Regions from separate parts of the Danio rerio genome. Here region 1 is linked to region 2. Evidence: chromatin contacts called from public Hi-C data. All regions are on one chromosome and are shown on one strand. Each heading gives the region's core, a stretch centred on a gene start, on an enhancer-like site or on the middle of the called end of the contact. The rest is flanking DNA. Distances are from core to core; before and after follow the strand shown. Region 1 overlaps clasp1a (cytoplasmic linker associated protein 1a). Region 2 holds the start of stam2 (signal transducing adaptor molecule (SH3 domain and ITAM motif) 2).

Region 1 (3,666 bases), core at 495-2,994, 170 kb after region 2:
TAAACAGAAATCAGGCCAAGACATGTGGAGTCTGCTGACTTTAGTTGCATTATTAAAGTGCAGTACAGGCATGTAAACGCCTTAATCAAACTATTTCCATCGTGTAGGACTTTTTGCTGCGTTTTGCAACAGGATATTTCATACACACAATGCTGTTTGACACTATTCTCTGCACCTACGCAGTCAGTGAAGGACCACAGACACATGCACTGCGAAATGTGGAGTTTTTTTCTCCATACGGCATGCTGTATCCAATTCCATTAAAACAACACTCTTCCAGCAGTTTATACTCTCATCCAATAACTCGTTTGTCACGGGGGTATGCATGAAGTGTTCCTGAATGAAAGTAAAAGTGCCAAACTGGAGTTATGAAATTAAAATTTTTAATTAAAAATGAAACACCTGAAAATACATAAACTTAGGAGGAAAATGTGAATAGCGTAATGAACCAAATACATTTTGTGCTATAACATGTAAAACTGGATCATGAACGAAGTATCCAAAAAGCAACTCATGTAAACACCTTAATCATATTATTGTTTTATTCAATAATACAAAGAAAACTAATCAAGTTAGATTAGAAATTAAATTGTACAATAAAATATGTGTGCTGGTATGTATTGAACACATAAAAATAGAGATGTAAAAAAGGGCATGGAAATCCCAGACAGCAACTGAAATCTCTCAGTAGTTAGAAGTTAGTTAAAATCTCTCAGAAGGGCCCTGCCCTTCATCAGTGTAAATAAATGTCAGGTGCTTCAGTCCAACATCTACATAACCCGGATGATGAAGATGAAACCAGGGTGGACATTTCAACAAGACAATGATCCTGAACACAGCAAAGGAAACTCTCAACTGCCATTACACACAACTGATTTTTTAGATTTGTAAGCTTATCATTGAGTCTAGTTATTTACTTATGTAAATGTGTGCTAATATATATTTATTCAAATGGATTTACATTTTAAAACCTAAAAGTTTATAAGTTTGTTTTTTTTATCTCCGGTTTTAAATTTTTAGTTGTGATACTCCTAAAATCATTCCGCATGAATCTGCTGATTTTTTTTTACACTTTTTTTTTTTGAGATACTGTGTGGCCCTGCTTATACTACCTTATAAACAACATTTTTGTTAATATAAAACTTGCCTATATTAAGGCAAATAATTTGATCACTGATGTCCACTTAAACATAGTCACAGACACCTCATAAGCTTCTGTGCTCTTCTGTTTTTTCTTTAGAAACATATGTTGCTATCTGTTCATTTACTTCTACCAGGCGTTGATAAATCTAGACAGATGTTCCCCACCATTAGTAAGCGTTTTAAAACAGAATGAAAACATTTATGAACCAGTCTGCAATGCTTCTTTTCACTTAAGGGGCTAAAGTGGCTATTCATACAGGTCATTAGGTCTTAATTTCCCTGCGGACCTTGAATCTGCTTTTTAACTTGAGACTAATTTGCTCTTAGCCTCTACATTTATATGCTCATAGCACACTGCCTTTCAGCTTAAACCTTCTTACAGATAGCATTCCGAACTGTGTGCCACTCACAGATGTTTTGCTTTGTGAATTTTAGCACAAACTGATTGAAGTTGAGGTCACAGCTAGGAGGAAAGCACGTCGGCATTTGCTTGTGGTCTGAATTTGGTTGTAACATCTGTTAGGTGTCCCTCCCCCTTAAAATCTGTGCATGTCTCCAGGGTGCATGCAGGCATCTGTTTCTCTGATCTTCTCAGTGGTTATAGTTTTAAGACTTTGAGGGCAGGCTCAATTGGAACATGCCTGGGGAAAACAGTTTGCTCTGACAGTATGTAGGATTGACACCTAGTGGTTGAACTAGGTATTGCAGTCTAAATTCAAAACATTACCAGGAGAGTGCCTGATGATGCAAGTTACTCAGCTAATGTTTACATTTTTGTAATTCATTCATTTTCTTTTCAGCTAAGTCCATTTACTTATCAGGGGTCGCCACAATGAAATGAACCGTCCATTTTCGTAATATTTGTATTATTTGCTGTTTAAAAACTACATCAGGTGGATTTTATATCTCTGAATGTGTCTCATTTTGGAGGCTGCTACTGTTCTCTGGAATATATTTTGAGGCAGCCTTCCTGACTAAATTGAAATGCAATGTGTTTTCCGTCAAGGCAACTTGGGGTGCTGAAATATATTTGGGTTAACTGACAGTGGGCGTTACACAGATGAAAACAATGACAGATGCAGCGTCCCAATTCGCATACTTCTACTACGTACTTTTTTGTGAAGAAAAAGTACAAACTTTTGAGTGTGTAATGATAAGGTATGCAAGATTTGGGACATACAATTTCCGCATAAATGGGTCATTTTGTTGCTTAGTTACGTCCCCTGTCAATCATCTCGACACATCATCCACATATCTTTCAAATTTAATTACTTACTTTATCGGAGATGCAGCAGCAGGTTAATCTGTCATTCACGAGTCTTTCATTCAGATATCTCCTTGGGTTTTTGGATAATTATGCATTCAGATGTCCAAACATGTCTTTATGTAAGTTTACATTGTTTTTACAACTTTTACAACTGTAATTTAAATATTTTCCAGTTGGCTAGATATTAATTAATAATTTGAGTTCAGATCAGTTTCCTTCATTTTTGTCATTCAAAACAATAGATTGTAATGCACAACGAAATTAGTTTGCATCAGACCCAACAAGAACATAAAAAAACATCTAACACTATTAAAAGCTAACATTATAAATAAGCTTTAATAAATTATAAATATATAATAAATAGTTAAACAAAAAATTACCCAATTAAAAAAAAAATCACAAAGGGGAATAAATTAATACTTAAATAACTATTGCACAGTTTGCTATAGTAGTTGTAATATTAACAATTTGTGCTAGTTTAACTATTTATTGATTTATTTTTACATACTAGCTATCCATAGTATTTAAGATACGGTATTACTCAAAAGTCACGAAACCGCACTGATTTGCTCCTTAGGCTTCATAAATGCCAGCCTGGCGGCATGAGCGTTAGCAGGCTATGGCCAGGGTGGGTTACATGCCTTAAAATGTTATTTGCCCTAGACAGACAATGTTGTTGATACAGTTCCTTGATAGATGTCATTTTGACTCCAACTGACCTTTCAGCTGACTTTATTATCTTCTTAATAGTGTTCTTGTAGTTCACTGCTATTCTCATACCAAAGTTAAATGCCATTAGTGAGAACATTCTCAAAAGCTCCTTTGCAAAATGTTGTGTGGATTGATGGGCTGAGGTGTGCTCTTTTTAACCTTCTCAGAAAATGCAGTCGCTAGTGTGCTTTCTTTGCAAGACAAGTAGTATAGAGACACCAAGTCAAGTAATCAGTAATGTGGACCTCCAGGAATTTTAGCTGCTATGCAGTCTCCACTACGATGCTGTTGATATAAAGGGGAATAAGTGGGGTGTTTTTTCCTGAACTCGATCACCAACTCCTTAGTTTTTTTTAAACATTCAGAACTAAGTTGTTGTCGCTTCATTTTCTCCCTGTAGTTTCTCTCATCATTGTCCTGGACCCACTAATGTGGGTCATTCAGTCAACTTTACCAAAGCCTCGTTGGTTTCCATTAGCCTAGTTATTAGTGCATCAACATATGGCACTGAGGTGCTCACGGTGGCCCGATTTCGATTCCTAACT
Region 2 (3,690 bases), core at 219-2,718:
TCAAAATGTAAGGTTTATCAATATTTACATTATGCTCATGTCAAAGAAACATGAGTGATTTAGAAATAAATCGGCTGTATAAAATCATTATAATGCAACAGAATCTGGTCAAATAAAAACTAAAAGAAGTGATTTTAACAAATGATTTGGATAATTTTATTAATAGAAATCCATTATTTTTTTTTTTTTATTTAAGGCAAAGTATAGTCACAAAGTATATCCAATGCTTCACATTCGCCATGAATTTGCTAAATAAGCTTTACATTACATATGCTCATGTAAAAAACAACGATGAGTGATTTAGAAACGAATCGGCTGTCTCGAATCGAATCGATTAGTTCCTGAAACGGACATTATTGTGCAACAGTTTCTGGGTTACTAGGTCTAAGGTGCGCTTAATTCACTGCCTAGTCTAATGTCTACAAACTATACAAGGCTACATTCAAACTAACAAAGACACTAAATTCACTACAAGCCCTGTTACAACGCTGCCCAAACAAACCAGCGACTGTAAAACAAGAACAATGCATTCATGCAACAACAACCAATGCTCGCTGTCACCCATCACCAACCCTACGGCGAGTTAAATAAGCGATAATAGGCTTTACGTTACACCGCATTTGGATTGCACAGCAGACATGTGCAGAATAACTTTGTTGAAATGTTTCAGCTTTCAAATTAAACAGTGTTAAATAATACAATATAGACTCAATGGGGGAGGTGACCGCGATTCTGTCATACAGGCTGAAGAAATCCAACCATTCATTTCTGCTGTCACACACACACACACACACACACACGCTTGAAGAGAGAAGCACGGAAGCGCATTTGATTTCCACCATACCCTGCTGTCATAATCACGTTGTAAATGACCAGATATGCTGTGGCCAGTGTTCCGGGGCCCTTTTTCTTCTTGTGACCGGACTCACTGTGCGCTGTTTTGCTGGTCCCCATGGCAGGTGCCGACATGACTGAACTATCATTAGAAAGACTGGATCATCCAATGGTCCCGGTGGATAAAGGCGTGTGGCCTTGCTGACATGTAAAAAAGCTGCTTATGAATCCAGCGCCCTCTGGTGAGGACAGAGTGTAAACAATGCTTTGTTTTTTCAGTTACAGACTAGCGTCGTCTTTTTCGCAAGCATTTACATCAAATACAACTAAAATAATATGATTACAGTAATGTATGTGAATATATTGAGATTATTTAAAGTGAATTATGATGTTCTAGAAACATCTAAACTAGCCGCTAGATGGCAGTGCGAGTCTTGAAGTCAGAGCGCACTTCTGACTCAACCTATGCGCCTGTCTGAAATATAAACATATATATTTTTAAATATGCACAAGTATAATAATTTACTGGTTAAATTTTGAGTATTAATATAATTTGTGAACATGCTGCTTTAAATGTAGAATATGTTGACAGTTTCCTGGATGTATTTTCTGGCAGGCATTGCGCTCGTCTACTAAGTTTACGGAAGAGCAACTGGTGGAAGTGAACGCAATTTAATGGATGAGAGAAGGATAAATCGTCGATCTACGTAGATAATACGCTTCAGTTTTTTTCTTTGACACATAGGAAAAGGTTACAAAATGCCGTTGTTTGGTCAAAACCCGTTCGATCAGGATGTGGGTGAGTTTGGCAGTGTTGTTTTTGTCGAAGTGATGTGGTCTTGACAAGTCAGTAACTAAGGGCCGATCCAGCAGCGCTCCGTTCACTGCAAGATCCTCAAGAGCTCTGTTATTGTTTTGTTTATCGGTCATTCATAACTTATTTATCAAAATCTAACTATTAAAGCTGTCAAATGTAAAATAGATAACTGACAGTGTCTTTGGGATGTTGTTTTGAATTTCAAGAACTTTTTAGATGAACACTAAATGCTGAAATTATTCTTTTTTCCATCAAAATTTCTTTTATTTTGAATTATGTCAACACAATAAACATGACGTAGATGACAGCATAGCAGTGTGCATAAGAAAATACATTTAATAATCAAAATATAGGAATACAGGTTTTTGAATAATATTAATATTTGTAATAAGGGCAACAACAATAATAGTGACAATAAGAATAAAAAACTGAAGAATAAACGACAAAGACATACTAAAACAAATGATAATTATAAATATATACACACACACACACACACATATATATATGTACCGGTCAAGTGTTTGAGGTCAGTTTTTATTAAATTCTTCATTTTTTTAGTTAATATTGTATGTAGTTTCAAATGAAATTATTACTCCGTTCATTAATGCTTTTATTACTTTTTTCATTAATTATAAAAAAATAATAATCATAATAATTAATATTAGAGAGATTTCTCATGTGACTCTGAAGTAATGAAGCTGAAAAAGCATCTTTAAAATCACTGGAATTAATGAATAAATTAAATTATAAAGTACTTTTGAACAGTTATTTTATAGTGCAATACCATTTTACAATTGTACAGTTTGTCCTGTAATAAAGGCAAAAAATAAAGGCAGCCTTAGTGAGCAGGAGAAGCTTATTTTAATACACACACACACACACACACACACACACACACGTATATATATATATATATATATATATATATATATATATATATATATATATATATATATATATATATATATTATATTATAATTATTATTACTATTAGGCCAGCTCAAAGTAAATAATTAAAAGAATAGTAATAAACAAATAGATTAAGATATTCGAAAACATACTGATAGAAGTCTACGGCAATGAAGTAAAGTTAGTAAAAGCCCAAACAGGGAACCTTAAACAACTACACCAAAACCATAAGTTTTTTTGTTTTTGGATGTCTCCTTGATTCAAATTATATTGAAATTGTTTTTAAATTTATTTTATTGCTTGATTACTGACAAAAATATTTTTTAAATATATATTTTTGTGGCAGGGTCTTCAGTACGAAATATGAAAATTCTTTAATGCTCCAATAAGTCATATAAAAAAGTAATAATAATTTAATAATAATAATTTATTAATATTTAATAATTTAATAATAATAATAGTTGTAATAATACTTTCTTTATATGCTTTGATTTTATTATTCTGGATGTTTACGATAATATTATTTATTATTATTTAGTGTAAAATAATAAATTAATCTAGTTAAAAATAATATAATAAAACATAATTGTGTATTTTTAATAATAATTCATGCTGATTTTAAGATCAAAACGTTCATTTTTAATTAAAAAACGTTTTTATTTTATGTTTTATTTTATTTATTTATATTTATTTTTAATTTCTAGTAAGCTTAAGATTCAGGTATTTATTCTGTATGTTATATTAAAATATTGTTTCATATAATTTAGTATAAAATAATAACAAATAACTGTAATTAAAACAATGTAATTATAACAAATAATAATGTATTACTATGCTGATACTTATGATCAAAATGTCCTGTTTTAAAAGTTTCTGATTTAAAAAAAAAAACGTTTTATTTTATGTTTTATTTGATTTATTTATATTTTTTATTTCTTGTAAGCATGAATGGGTGGAAGATTAATAGGAGCTCAGTTGTCAAAAGGCGTGGAACCTAACAGCACACAATAGCATGATCTTTGGTTTTATTTTCAAAGCTTTGTCCTTTTAGAATTCAGTTTATATAAACGTGTGAAACTGTATGTTCCTTTATGGAGGAAATTAAGGCATATTATTATTGTTCATTT

Evidence for each region. A called contact is a pair of places that touch in the nucleus more often than the background predicts.
Region 1: a contact with region 2 is called in a Hi-C map of an unstated tissue, with 2.0 times the contacts expected there. The contact joins the enhancer-like site here to the promoter of stam2 in region 2. A contact is called at or near these places in 2 of 18 Hi-C or Micro-C datasets (caudal fin and an unstated tissue).

The regions. Positions count from the first base shown.
Region 1 is chr9:39,922,542-39,926,207 of GRCz12tu, forward strand. All of the region lies in intron 6 of clasp1a (cytoplasmic linker associated protein 1a), which reads left to right. Among named protein-coding and RNA genes, the nearest start is that of clasp1a, 44 kb to the left of the region's middle. Within about 2 kb of position 1,745, at least 12 of the 62 cell types and tissues checked have an H3K27ac peak or open chromatin away from gene starts, as enhancers often do.
Region 2 is chr9:39,754,634-39,758,323 of GRCz12tu, forward strand. It overlaps stam2 (signal transducing adaptor molecule (SH3 domain and ITAM motif) 2), which reads left to right and starts at 1,469. Exons shown (of 14, transcript NM_001007369.2): 1 at 1,469-1,633. The coding sequence starts at 1,594. It overlaps hacd2 (3-hydroxyacyl-CoA dehydratase 2), which reads right to left and starts at 1,050. Exons shown (of 7, transcript NM_199861.2): 1 at 845-1,050. The coding sequence starts at 969.